Regions from separate parts of the Mus musculus genome. Here all the other regions are linked to region 2. A link is a contact called in public Hi-C and HiChIP or PLAC-seq data. All regions are on one chromosome and are shown on one strand. The core of a region is the stretch at or near the end of the contact, and the rest is flanking DNA. Distances in the headings are between cores, read along the strand shown. Region 1 overlaps Fchsd2 (FCH and double SH3 domains 2). Region 2 has its middle 21 kb from the start of Fchsd2. Region 3 holds the start of Atg16l2 (autophagy related 16-like 2 (S. cerevisiae)).

Region 1 (4,043 bases), core at 501-3,000, 140 kb after region 2:
TAAATATTTGTATTAAGGGGATGAATAGTTGGTTCCACAGTTAGGAACACTTCTTGATCTTACAGAGGACCCTGGCATGATTCCCAGCACCTACATGGTGGCACACAACCATCTGTATGTAATTTTAGTCTCAGGAGTTCCATCACCTTCTTCTGATCTCCGTGGGCACTGGGCTTGCACATAGTACACATAGATACATGCAGCCAAAACACTGATACACATAAAATAATTTTAAAAGCCACTGAAAACTCATATTAAATAGTCAAAAGTTTTGAAAGATACACTTGGATGACTTACCTACTAAAGTTTTAAGTATTAGAGGCAATCCAGGAAGTCATACAGAGCACGTAAATTACTATTCACATGAACCATCACTATGTATGCCCATGTCACACCTTCAGAGTTTTGCTTCTCCTATCGTTTACCATTTAAATAGTTCTTACTTTAAGGGAACAGGGTGATGGCACAGTAGGACCCAAGTACACATGCCAGCACCTGCATTAGGCTGCTTACAGTTGCCTGCTCCAAGCAGGGGATCTGATACCCCTAGTCTCCATGAGCATCCACAGATACAAATAATTAAAAATAATTTTTAAGAATAGTTTTTACTTTAAAAATTTAAGAAACATATTATCATTTGTATTTGCTTGATCAACTTTAAAATAAAAAATTGTCTACTATAGGAAGCAGAGGAAGCCCTGAGTGTGTGTAGTCCTGGGTGAATGTGTAGTGTCAACATGGGCACAGCCATGCCAAGGTCTCCAAGGCCTTGGACCCATGGGAAATTGTCAAAGCCATTGCCATGTGGGCCAGGTTCAAGAGGGAAAAGCTTTCCTCCAGAGTCTTGTGTGTAAGGAAGTGACCTCTGAAAGCAGCAACTGAAGCTCCCTCCTCCCAGATATTTACAGCCTCAGCCTGACTGCTGTTTACAAGACTAGCCCCTCCCCACGTCCAGTCCCTAAAAAACACACTGAGGTTCTGAGTTGCCCACGGTAGCAAGTAGTAGTACCCCATCTGACCCCTGCTTTGCTGTGTGTTGTCTGTGCGTCCTTTCTTCATTCCCTCACCATCCCTAGTCAGGGTTTCAGGACCCAAGACAGTAGGGTCTCAGCAGTCTACTATAAGGCTTTTGATCTGTGTTGAAGAGGAATAAAAATATAGGAAGGCAAAGTATTAATTATTTATAATCAATTATCAGTGCAAATCAAGGTTTTTCTTATAATATAACCAAAAGACAGAGTTTGGAATATGGTTGATATAAACTATAGTTATTTTGTAATAATAAAAGGGAAAAAGAAGGCAACGTTTTATTTAGTGCACACACACTTTTTTTTTTTTAAGTTTAGGACCTTCCACATCGTACAGTTTGTGAACTCAGTTGCTTCTCTTTTGCTGTAATACCATCAGGCTTTTCAGTCATGAGGGCTAATGTGGATTCACCCATAGTTTTAAACCTATAAATTCTGATCCAATACGTTACTTATCAAACAGTTATTTGCTGAACATTGTCAGTATTTCAGGCTCCATGTTTGACCCTCAAGATTCAATGCTAAACAGACTGGCATGGCCCTTCCTGTTCATAGAGTTCAATAACCAAAAGAAGGACAGGCAAGCGTCAGAAGCACAAGATAAAGCCACGAGGTAAAAAGACAAGAACCATCCAGAGTTCACAGCGATCAAGAGAAGCCCTTAAGGCTGAATGATAATGAGCAAGGCAGGGAGAGAGGATGAGGAAAGGGCCTGTGACATGTGACATGTGAGCTCAGAGGCAAGAGAAGTGCTGGTAGAGCTCAGAGAGGCTTAGTTTAGGGAAAGTGTTGCAGGGAAGGGAAATGGCAAACAGGTGAACAAGGGGTCAGACAGAAGCCATGTCCAAACTATTCGGTCAGTGGTAAAGTTCAAAACAAACAAAACCTATCCTGAACATAATGCCTGGCCAGGGAAGAGTGTTGAATAGTCAGTCATATAAAATACAAGTCAGGGGTATCCTCCCTGATGCAGTGCGAAGTGGGATGTCAGGACCAGGCATGGTTACATATACCTTTTATCTGAGCACTCCAGAGACAGAGTCAGGCAGATCTCTGTGAATTTGAGACTAGCCTGGTATTCATAGTGAGATTCAGACCACCCAGGGCTATGTAATACTATCTTGAAAGGAAATGGGTTGGCAGAAATAACTGGAATAGGAAATTGCTAAGAAATAACAAAAGAACTTGGTAGGTTAGCAGTATAGCTCTGTGTTAGAGTGTACACTTTGCATGTGCGAAGTGCAAAGGTTTGATCACTAGCACTGCTAGTTAACTGTTAAAAAGCTTTGATTTCTTTCCTTTCTTCCCTGTTTTCTGGTACTCATACTCAGATAGCTAGTATAATGCCTAAGTACAGTTGACACTCAATAGCAATATCATTCAGACTACATAGGAATATAGTTCACCTTAAACTGCACGCCTTGTTCATGATACCTATATTATCATGTCTTGTATATAGGTAAAATGAGCTATTTCTTCCAAACAAGATTATTAGGATGAGCTACTAAGAATATTTCTAAGTCAAAAACTTCATATCAGAAAACATGTCTCTTTTTAAAACAAATTCATGAAAATCATGATTTAAGGTAGAAATTTTAATTCCATCTCAACACACTACAGTGTCCAAAATGTTCATAACTATTTGAAGTTTATATTTAAGGCATTTCTAGTATAGGGGAATGCCAGGGCCAGGAAGTTGGAGTGGGTGGGTTGGGGAGCGGGGGGGGGGGGGAGGAGATAGGAGATTTTTGGAGAGGAAACTAGGAAAGGGGATAAGATTTGAAATGTAAATAAAGAAAATATCTAATTAAAATTTTTTAAATATATTTAAGGCATTTATTTGCACTGCCTGTTTATAGTACTCAATGGTGCCATCTAGTGGTAAAAGAAGATTCAGCACTATTACTCTGCTTCGGGGACAGGTTTTGTTTTATTTCAAGTCAATTTTATATTAAAAGCTTGATGTAAAAGCCAGACACAAAGTACAAAAATAATTATTGTAAAATTTATATACATGATTCTTATAAATAACATACTAACATACAAGGAATAAAATAAATAAATAACATTCAAGGAATAAAAGAAAGAAGAACAATGTTAGATATCATAATTTAGCCCTGACTGTCCTAGAACTCAATCTGTAGGTCAGGCTGGCTTTGAACTCAGAGATCCCCTGCCTCTCCCTGAGATTAAAGTGCTGGGATTAATGATGTATCCCTCCACCACTTGGTTTAAAACACGTTTTTCAAAAGATACTTGAGAAAGTGAAAAGAGCAGCCCATAAAATGAAAGGAAATATTTACAAATTATTTATCTTGCAAAACTCTGCTATATACAATACATAAAGAGTTATTGCCATTTGAAATCAGAAATAGACTCCAACTGAGATGTATGAAGCAGAGGCTGGAGATGTAGCTCAGTTAGTGAACTATTTGGCCAGCAGTTCAGTTTCTATTACTGTATAAACCAGGTGTGGCAGCACATACCTGGAATCTCAGGTGGAAACTAAAGGGTCAAAAGCTAAGGGTGGGCCAGTGAGATGGCTAAGTGGGTAGAGGCACTTGTGTGCAGGCCTAACAATCTGAGTTGGATCCCCAGATTCTGCAGCACAGCGGGGAAAAAAAATCAGAATTGTACTCTGACTGCCACATATGCACCATGATGCATGTATGTCTTCTGTAAGTAAATATTTTTCTTTGAAAGTTGGAAGTACTTTTAGTTGTATTACAAGTTCAAGTGGTGCTACAGGAGACCCTGTCTCAAAAAAAAAAAAAAGCCAAAGGTTTGAATTAGATAATTCGCCATAGAAAATAGATCAGTATATAGCAAAACATGTAAGGGACTCACAGACAAGTAACTCCAGTCTAAGGAGATCTGATGTTCTCTTCTGACTGCCATGAACACTGTACACTCTATGTGTGTACAGACAGACATTCAGGCGAACACTCATCCACATAAAATAATAAAATATCAACAATAATACCAATAAAGAGCACAATGAATAACACACACACA
Region 2 (4,176 bases), core at 1,554-4,053:
GAGATTGGAGGGATCCGAGGTCTGGAAGCTCTGGGAAGAGAGAAACTTCCTCCTATCTCCGGTGCTCTTCCAGGCTTGAAATTCCCTGGCCAAGCAACAGAGCTTCAAACGTTCTCAGAGAAAAGAGAGAGTTAATAGAACTCCATACCCAACCCCAAAGGCAAACAGCACATTTCTTCTCCAGCAGATCAGATGAAAAAGGCCTGAGGGCCAGAGTTAATGCTAGCGAACCTGAGTCCAGGCTGTGCTCAGAACAGGGTTGACTTTAAGCATTTGTTCAATTAAAGTCCAAGGGTATCCTCTCTGCACACTCTAGCAAGAGTATTAAGGAATCCAGAGAAAGAGTAGGTGGCTGTGAAACAGTGACAGTGGCTCAGTGGAAGGACAGACCAAGCTCATGGAAAAGAGGGTGGGTGGGGGAGCACCCTCATAGAAGCAGAGAGGAGGGAGGATGGGATAGGGGGGTTGTAGAGGGGAAACCAGGAAGGGCGATAATATTTGAAATGCAAATAAATAACCAATAAGAAAGAAAGAAAGAGAGAGAGAAAGAGAAAGGAAGGAAGGGAGGGAGGGAGGGGAGAGAGAGAGAGAGAGAGAGAGAGAGAGAGAGAGAGAGAGAGAGAGAAAGAAAGAAAGAAAGAAAGAAAGTCAGTCAATTGAGTAAAGGGCCTCACCCTGCTTAGGATGGGAGAACTGGGAGGGCTTCTCAACAGACTCTTAATTTGAAGTCTAGACCACCTTTGGGCATTGGGTGGGCCCCAGGGTGGGAGTGAAGGATGGAGGGAATGAGGATACTGGGAAGGAGGTAGTCCTGGCACTGCCAGTCTCCTGAGCCGAGAGCAACCTGTGTTAACCAGGATGGAGATGGGGAGAGTGGCTTTGAGTCCTTGCCAGGGTTGAGTTGGTGTTGAGTGTTTCATCAGTATACTTCAGAGGGCTACGCTGGGCTCTGTCTTTCCAGGAGCTCAGGATGCTCCACCCCTGGAAGTGATCCTGAACAGCTGGGGCTGGGTCTCTACTCACAATGTCCAGCTCATGGCTTTCTTCCTGATGATCCTAACCTTCTCTGAGCTGTTCCCTTCATACCTGGCAGACACCCGGCCTCCTAGAAACACCACTTTTCTGCCTTTAGTTCCCCACGACGGTACCCAGGTCAGCCAGGGGACCCAAGGAGAATATGGAAAAATGACTCCATTGCAATGTGAAATCCTAGTGTGTTGGAACCAGAAGGGGCTGTAGGTTTTGCCTAGCTCCATTTTCTATTTTACAGTGAAGAATCTCAGACCCAGACTGAGAGACTCAAAGGTTGCTCAGTGACTTGGGAACAGACCTCATAGCAGCACCTCGCAGGGAAGAAGCAATCCCTTTGGCTAGAGCAGGAAGTCTCAAACTTGATAAGTTTCCATATAAGATGCTGCCAGGCAGTCACCTTAGGAGATGGCCCCAGCTTGCTGATAAGGCTGGCCATGGGTGTTGACAAAGAAGAACCCTCTTGGTGAGACACTCTGCATTTAGCCAGAATGTTTTATTAATTTGCTTAGGTCATCATTATAGTACAAGTAGCAAATTTAATAATTTAGGTAGAAAAGTCACAGATATCACAAATAAGGCAGAGAACTTTAGCTAGTGAGACACTGGAAAAAATCCTAGGTAGAAAGCTACAGAGAAGAGACCCAGGGGCATTCCAGGTCTAAACTGAAGACGCAGTTGTGCTACAGAACTGTGGCAAGGGTGGGGTGGGAGGATGCACCCCTGCCCTGTGCTCACCCACCACCCCAGTCCTCTCCCTTTGAAACACAAGCCTGGCAGTATCCTTCCTGTGCTTTCTATCACACAAGGACATGCAGATCCAGATAGCTCAGAGTCCACCTGGGCTAGAGAAGCCCCTTGCAGGACTTGGGTTCTTGTCTGCAATGTGATGGAGTGGACTTACCTGGAGAAGTTTGTGGAGATAAAATTAGGGGAAGGGTGCAGGGACAACCATTCTTTCCGGTTACCATTGCAAGCTAGGCATGTTTTCTGGTAGATAAGTGTGGGAAGGGGTTGCGTTACCCTTTATTGCACTGTTTGCGCCCTTCCCCCTTCTCTTGATGCCTTTTTGAGACAGGGCCTCATTACATTGCTTAGGTTTACTTTCAACTAACTCTAGCTCAGGCTGGGCTGGCCTCAGACTTTATGTTCCTGCTTCAGCCTCCTGGGTGCTTGGATTACAGGCAAGTACCACCACACCTGGCTACCCCACCTCTGAAATGTCCTGTTTCAGAAACAATATAAGAGGAAAAGGCCTGGGTCTGAAAAGGACTGGTAATCACTCCACAGTGTTAGCCCCACAGCTGGAAGTTGGCATTTTCCTCTCTAGATTATTATCTGATTCTTGTGGAAGTCCTGAGAGTTCCTCCAGATCCAACTTCCTTCTCTCCCACAGTGATCTCAGGACACTGGCATTTTCATTACCCACAAACAATGGGAAGATCGCTCCTGTCATTTATATGTCCCTGGGGTCCAGAAGTTCATCTGAACCAGAAAAGGTACCAAATAGCTGCCTAAGTAAATTGGTGGAGGGCAAGGACTCTAAGCAGGTCTGGACTGTGCCATAGGTCTGCACCTGAATACGCAAAAGGAAGCAGGATCCAGTGACAATCAAAGGGACAAGTGCATACAGTAGGCCTAGCAGGGATCTTGGGAAAAGCCGGGCCAGCTGATCTCAGGGCTCAGGCCACTGCTTTTGGTTTGCTCTCTGCTGTTCTCCTTGATTTTCTGGCTCAGCAACGCCCAGGATTCTGGGCATGTCTGGCCTTCTAAAAATACCCAGGCTGCCCAGAGCCTCCCAGATGTCTGAGCGCTGAGTCTGTGATTTCCCTGCCTGTAATGGGTCAGCCCAGACAGACATGGGCAGCCTAGGGTGGCTCCTGCCACTTCCTCTGCCTCCCACCCACCAGCCCACCAGGAGCTCAGCCCCACCTCCCTACCCTTGCACAGCAAAGGGGGCCAGACCTCATAGACTGCTGACTCCAGGTCTTCCTCGGGAAAGATGAGAAAACTAATATCCAAAGACCTGTCCAAGACCCTCTCTACCCGCTCCCCAGGTGCCTCTCTTCTGTATGGCGCCTGGAGACCTGGGCTTTGAGTCCAGTCTGACTGCCTAGCTTATCAATTGGAAACTTCTAACAACAGAGACCAGAGGAACCCTGAGTCTCCAAGGCACTGGAAAGATATCCCACCCAGGGGTCACATTAGTGAGTAGAGATGAGTAGATAGGACCCCAATGGGAGAGAGAAGCTTTGCATTCTAGCCCAGGGTCAGCTGCCATGACACTGTGCCTTCATCAATTCTTGCCATCCTGAAACAATGAGCTGGCACCCACTCTGCTGGGAGTTCCTGTCTCTTCTGCTTCGTGGTGTGGGAGAAGGCCACACCCTCCTGATTGCATCCTGCTCTACGTTCTTAGCTTTTTGATCCCTCTCCAGCAACACCCCTGCCCCAGCCTAGTTCTACAAATGATATCAATTTTACCTCTGGCTCCAGATGCTAGGGGCGAACAACCACTCTCTTAATTCACTATGTGACCTTGAGCAAGGAAGGCATTGGCTTTGGGGTAGTTACAGTTTCATGACTTTTAGATTGGAGAAATGAGCCAGGCATGGTAGTGTACATCTATAATCGCAGCCCTGGGGAGGCTGAGGAAGCCGGAGTGTGGTGAGTTTGGGGTTACCCTGGACTACATAGCAGGTAGCAGGTCAGCCAGTGTTATAGAGCAAGACCCCGTTTCAAAAAAATAAAAAATAAATAAATAAATAAAGCTGGGTGCGGTGGCTCACACCTTGAGTTCCAGTCCTAAGGAGACAGAGGCAGGCAGATCTCTATAAGTTTGGGGACAGAATGGTTTACATTGTGATCGCCAGGCCCACCAGGACTAAATAGTAAGTCTCTGTCTCAAAACATAATTAATAAATCAATTAATTTTAAAAAGTGGAGAGCTGGTCTGGGGACGAAACCCTGTGGTAGGGAACTTTCCTGGTATGTTTGAGAGTTCCTGGGTTTAAGCCACAATCCAAAAGCAACATTGTAAGGCAGAACAAAACAATAGAGTGTTAAAAGTGATTCAGTGGTAGGACACTTGCCTAGCATGTGAAAGCCCTAGCACTTGATCCCCAACATGGCCAATAAATGAGTTAT
Region 3 (4,197 bases), core at 993-3,492, 210 kb after region 2:
CCTCTTTTTGAAGTTATCAGGTAAGGAACAGGAAGAGGGACAAGACTCAGAAGGGGGAAACACGAGAACAGGATTGGACAGGAGACAAATGCACAGAGAAGCGTCGGGGTTAAAGATATTAAGGTAAGCAGCCAGCTTGGGGAGGACTCAAGAGGCCTCCACTGCCCTCGCTCACATCCCCAGGAGTTACAGACTGATGAGGTGCCAAGGCTGAGCACAGCAAAGAGGCAGGCACAAGCAGCTCTGATCACTCACAGACAACTCACCTCCAGTCCTCATGTCGGGTGGAGATGGCATCCTTTGGTTCGGACTTCAACTTTTCTGAGAACTTGGCTAGCAGTTCAGCCTTCTCTAGGAGATGGTTATCTGGGGATGCAAAAGGGTGAGCCTGTGGCAAAGGCAGAGCCGCTTGCCAACAAACTCCCGACATACAAGCTACCTCATACTGGGATGGCTGCAGGAGCCCAGGGGTCTTGGGAATAAAGAAGCCTCTGAAGGCTGGGCTCTGCCCCTTCCTGGGGGAATATCTGTATCTGGCAAAGCCTCATCACAGCACAGGCCCACAAGCCCACCCAGGAGACAAGGACAGAAAGACCACCAATGCTGGGGACAAACATGGCTAGGTAGCACTTGAAGAGAGAACAGAAGGAAAGCAAGGGGCCTGGGATTAGTTCACCTCTGCCAGGGACAAAGTCTGGACCCAGAGCATGTTGAAATAAACAAAACCACCTGTGTATGGCCTCCAGCAAGTCGCTTCCCCTCCAAGACCTCAAGGTTTACAGTTAAGTAATTCTCACTTCCACGCAACAGCTTCCCCCAGGTCAATATTGAAAGCCCTTGAGCAATTATCGAACAAATCTTCCCAAGATAGGTGGTTAGACCTTGGACCCCCTCACCCACATTCCTTCCAGCTGTTTTGTTTTGTTTTGTTTTGTTTTGTTTTGTTTTGTTTTGTTTTAAACCAATTCCAGGCAGACTGAGGCTGCTAACCTCAGGCCAGATCCTCACCTCCCTTCCTTCTCTGTCTGAGGTTCCTGGACCCTGACAAATTCTCAAAACTACCTGAGACCACAAGGCATTGCAAGCACCCCTACCCCGGCATACAAGGTCACAATGTGCCTCATTTGCAAGTAAGAAATCTGAGGTAAAGGACTTGAATTACCCCAAACCACAGACCTGGGTCTCTAGGTTCCCAGTCTTGCAGTTCTCCTGGGTGGTCCCTCCCTTAAACCGATAGTCCCACTGCCCATCAGAGCAGTTGGAGAAGTGGGGTTGTCTGGAGGTAGAGGTATCCAACCCCAAGAGAGGGCCAGCCCTCACAAAGTTCCAAGGAAAACAAATTTGATTGCGTGGGTGCATCAAAATTAGCACCAAGTGAGGAAGAAGTAGGGAGTATGGTTAGACTTTCAGCCTCAAACACACAATCACAGTCCACCAAAAGGCAGTAAATACAGATGCACTCCAGTGTTCCTCGGATGGAGTGCACACATCTCCTCCTCCTAGCCAAAGTGCCCAGAAATAACCACATGAGAATTTAACTTCCGCCGCGCGACAAACAACCTAAAGGAACCCGGAGCCCCATTCGAGCTACGATCCGCTAGGCACTGAGGTACTCCACGAACGTACGCCAGTATAACCTATCCGTACCAGAACCTACCAGAGACTTTCGCTCCTTCCTTTCAGCTACCGTGGCTGTTCTGGCCACGCCTGCCTTCTTTAACTGGGCTCTGGGACCAAATGGACTGACCAGGCCTTGCCCTAGGGACGGCCTGAAAGAAGGACTCGACAAAACCATCACTGAGACAGAGCTTGTGTCTAGGATGCTCAAGGGAGGCAGAGCTGAGTCTTTGGGGCTAAGCAGCACCAGAGCTGGAAACAGCAGGCAAGCCAATGCGGAGAGGGGCGTAACAGGTTCCAAGACGCAAAGCCCTCGGGAACCGTGACGGCGCCGCTGCCCTGAGTCACAAGTCGAGTGGCGGGACAAGCCCTCTCCCCGAGCGGGGAGTCCCACCTCCTCAAAGCCAGTCATCCCCGAGCCCCCAGGGACGCACTCACAAGCCGGCACTAGCTCCAGGAAGAGCGCCTTTTGCGTGCGGTCCCGATGCCGCAGCTGCCGCACGATGTGGCGCTTCCAGACAGCGGCGGGCGCGCAGGGATCGCAGGGGGCGCCAGGTCCTGCCATGGCCGCCGAGTCCCTAGCGGCCGCGCAAAGCTCCAGCCCGAGCAGGGGGGCGGAGCCTCCCGGGGACTCCATGACGTCAGGGCGGCAGCAGCGGGGAATCCCCGGGCTGTACCAAGCGCTTTTGTCGGGGAGATCTGGACACCTCAAAGCAGGTGCTGCTGCGGCCCAGCAAAAACCCTCAGTCCCAGAGGTGTGCGTTTCTGTCCCGGAGTAAGCAGCAGGGATTGAAGCCTCCCTGTCGCCTGTGGGCGCGTCCAGGGCGGGGCCTCAAGGTCGCCTTCCTTAACCTCTTGGTGCCTGGACCAGTGTCAGAAGCTGAGGATGCAGAACTCACTAAGTTACCCCGGAAGGGGAGACCCTACCACCAGGGGCTGTACAGAGACAAGCACCAGGCACAAGCAGTCTAAGAGAGAAGACTGCCTGAAGGAGCCCCACTGTCACCTACAAGGTGACAGTTGAGTGGGGGTTTATGAAGGACCAACTAAGACCGTTACCCAGAGGGAGCGGAGACAAAAGGACTCTTAAGCTCTGGAAAGAACAAGTAGACATGGTCTGATGACATGAAAATTTCCAATGCAGGCGGGCGTTGGGAGTAGCTCAGCGATAGGGTTTTTGCTAACCCTGCGCGGGGGCCTAGATTCAAGGTCCAGCGCTTCAGAGTTGTTAGGACAGGACGCAGAACTGTCCGTGGGAGGAGCAAGATTTAGAGGTCCAGTTGGTAGCAAAATTTAGGGCTCTAAGAAAAGACTCCGTTTATCTGGAAAACCCCAGGCTCAGAGGAGAGAAGAGGCTTCCTCGTTTGCAGCTGTGTGTAGTAGGGAGCTGAGCTAGCCAGCAACCCAGAGTTCTAACTCAGGGCCTATCTGCTGCCTCTCTTGGACAGCACAGACATCTCTTGTGGGTACATTTGACAGTGAATCTGGGCTCACGGGGAATTGTAATGAAATTGTCTCTAGCAAAGAATTCTGCAGATACAGGCTGTGGTAAAGAATGACAGGAGAGGGCTGGTGAGATGGCTCAGTGGGTAAGAGCACCCGACTGCTTTTCTGAAGATCCGAAGTTCAAATCCCAGCAACCACATGGTGGCTCACAACCACCCGTAATGAGATCTGACTCCCTCTTCTGGAGTGTCTGAAGACAGCTACAGTGTACTTACATATAATAAATAAATAAATCTTTAAAAAAAAAAAAAAAGAATGACAGGAGAGACTCAGTGGGCCTAGCCTTACAATATGACATACTGAGGAAGGTTCAGCTTCAAGCCCTGTTTTTAGCTAGGGAAGGCAGACCTGGTTATCCCTAAGAAATAAACCGATGGGAGGGAAAAGGCAATATCAGGAAGCCCTCTAGGCCCTGCAGGGGACAAGCCTTGAGATACTGGGGTCTCAAGTTGGGGGTCTGTTACAGGACTTGAAAAACAGTAAAGGCAAGTGACACCCCAGGGGAATATGTATCTGTTGTTCGGTGAAGCTATAGTGAAGCTGAGCATAATGGCCCATGACTGTAATCCCAGCACTGATGCCAGCCTGGGGTACATAGTAAGTTCCAAGCCAGCTTGGGTTACATAACAAGACTCTATCTCAAAACACTACAAACTGGCCTCAGTCCCCCTTGTGTCTGTCTTGGATACCCCCTGCCTTTGCACTGTACTGTGCCCAGTATTCCTGCTGGAAGTCTGGCTCTGCTCACACATCATATCCAGAAGCACTTCCTGGGGCCTGAGGCTTCTGTGACAACAGCCCCCCCCCCCCAATCCCCAGGTCCTACACAGTGTGCTGCATCTTTAGGTAGGAAGTCATGTTGTGGCAGGTTTTTTAATAATTGTAAAAGATTTCTTTTTAGGCGCGCACATGTGTGGGTATGTGTGTGTGCACGTGCACGAGTGCAGGTGCATCAGAACCCCTGGAATTAAAGTTAGAGCCAGTCTGACTACTAATGTGGGTGCTGGGAAACTCACTCATGTCCTCAGCTAGTGCCTCAGACATTAACTGCTCTTAACCACTGAGCCATCTTTT

The links. Hi-C and Micro-C count contacts between places; a contact is called where the count stands out from the background. HiChIP or PLAC-seq counts read pairs in DNA pulled down with a chosen protein or histone mark.
Region 1: a contact with region 2 is called in a Hi-C map of bone marrow-derived macrophages, with 41 read pairs. The contact joins two enhancer-like sites. A contact is called at or near these places in 2 of 15 datasets of contacts at CTCF or cohesin (CD8 T cells and the NIH/3T3 cell line), 15 of 484 Hi-C or Micro-C datasets (the 63-12 cell line, the HPC-7 cell line, bone marrow-derived macrophages and 7 more), 10 of 115 datasets of contacts at active chromatin or transcription factors (the 230-238 cell line, CD8 T cells, the HPC-7 cell line and 7 more) and 3 of 9 other capture datasets (adipose tissue, liver and pancreatic islet).
Region 3: an H3K4me3 HiChIP or PLAC-seq map of bone marrow-derived macrophages shows a contact between it and region 2, with 4 times the contacts expected there. The contact joins the promoter of Atg16l2 here to the enhancer-like site in region 2. A contact is called at or near these places in 10 of 39 promoter capture datasets (3T3-L1-derived adipocytes, HPC-7-derived erythroid cells, the SN4741 cell line and 6 more), 1 of 15 datasets of contacts at CTCF or cohesin (CD8 T cells), 6 of 484 Hi-C or Micro-C datasets (B cells, bone marrow, embryonic fibroblasts and 2 more), 29 of 115 datasets of contacts at active chromatin or transcription factors (the 230-238 cell line, the HPC-7 cell line, SST interneurons and 22 more) and 3 of 9 other capture datasets (adipose tissue, liver and pancreatic islet).

What each region holds. Positions count from the first base shown.
Region 1 is chr7:101,228,746-101,232,788 of GRCm38.p6, forward strand. The region is part of intron 8 of Fchsd2 (FCH and double SH3 domains 2); the gene reads left to right. Among named protein-coding and RNA genes, the nearest start is that of Gm50587, 28 kb to the right of the region's middle. Within about 2 kb of position 1,751, at least 15 of the 459 cell types and tissues checked have an H3K27ac peak or open chromatin away from gene starts, as enhancers often do. A contact at or near this core is called in bone marrow-derived macrophages and microglia, where this site is marked.
Region 2 is chr7:101,086,053-101,090,228 of GRCm38.p6, forward strand. No RefSeq gene overlaps it. Among named protein-coding and RNA genes, the nearest start is that of Fchsd2, 21 kb to the right of the region's middle. Within about 2 kb of position 2,804, at least 50 of the 459 cell types and tissues checked have an H3K27ac peak or open chromatin away from gene starts, as enhancers often do. A contact at or near this core is called in CD8 T cells, SST interneurons, VIP interneurons and 5 more, where this site is marked.
Region 3 is chr7:101,299,846-101,304,042 of GRCm38.p6, forward strand. Atg16l2 (autophagy related 16-like 2 (S. cerevisiae)) reads right to left here and starts at 2,243. Exons shown (of 18, transcript NM_001111111.1): 1 at 2,056-2,243; 2 at 267-366. The coding sequence starts at 2,182.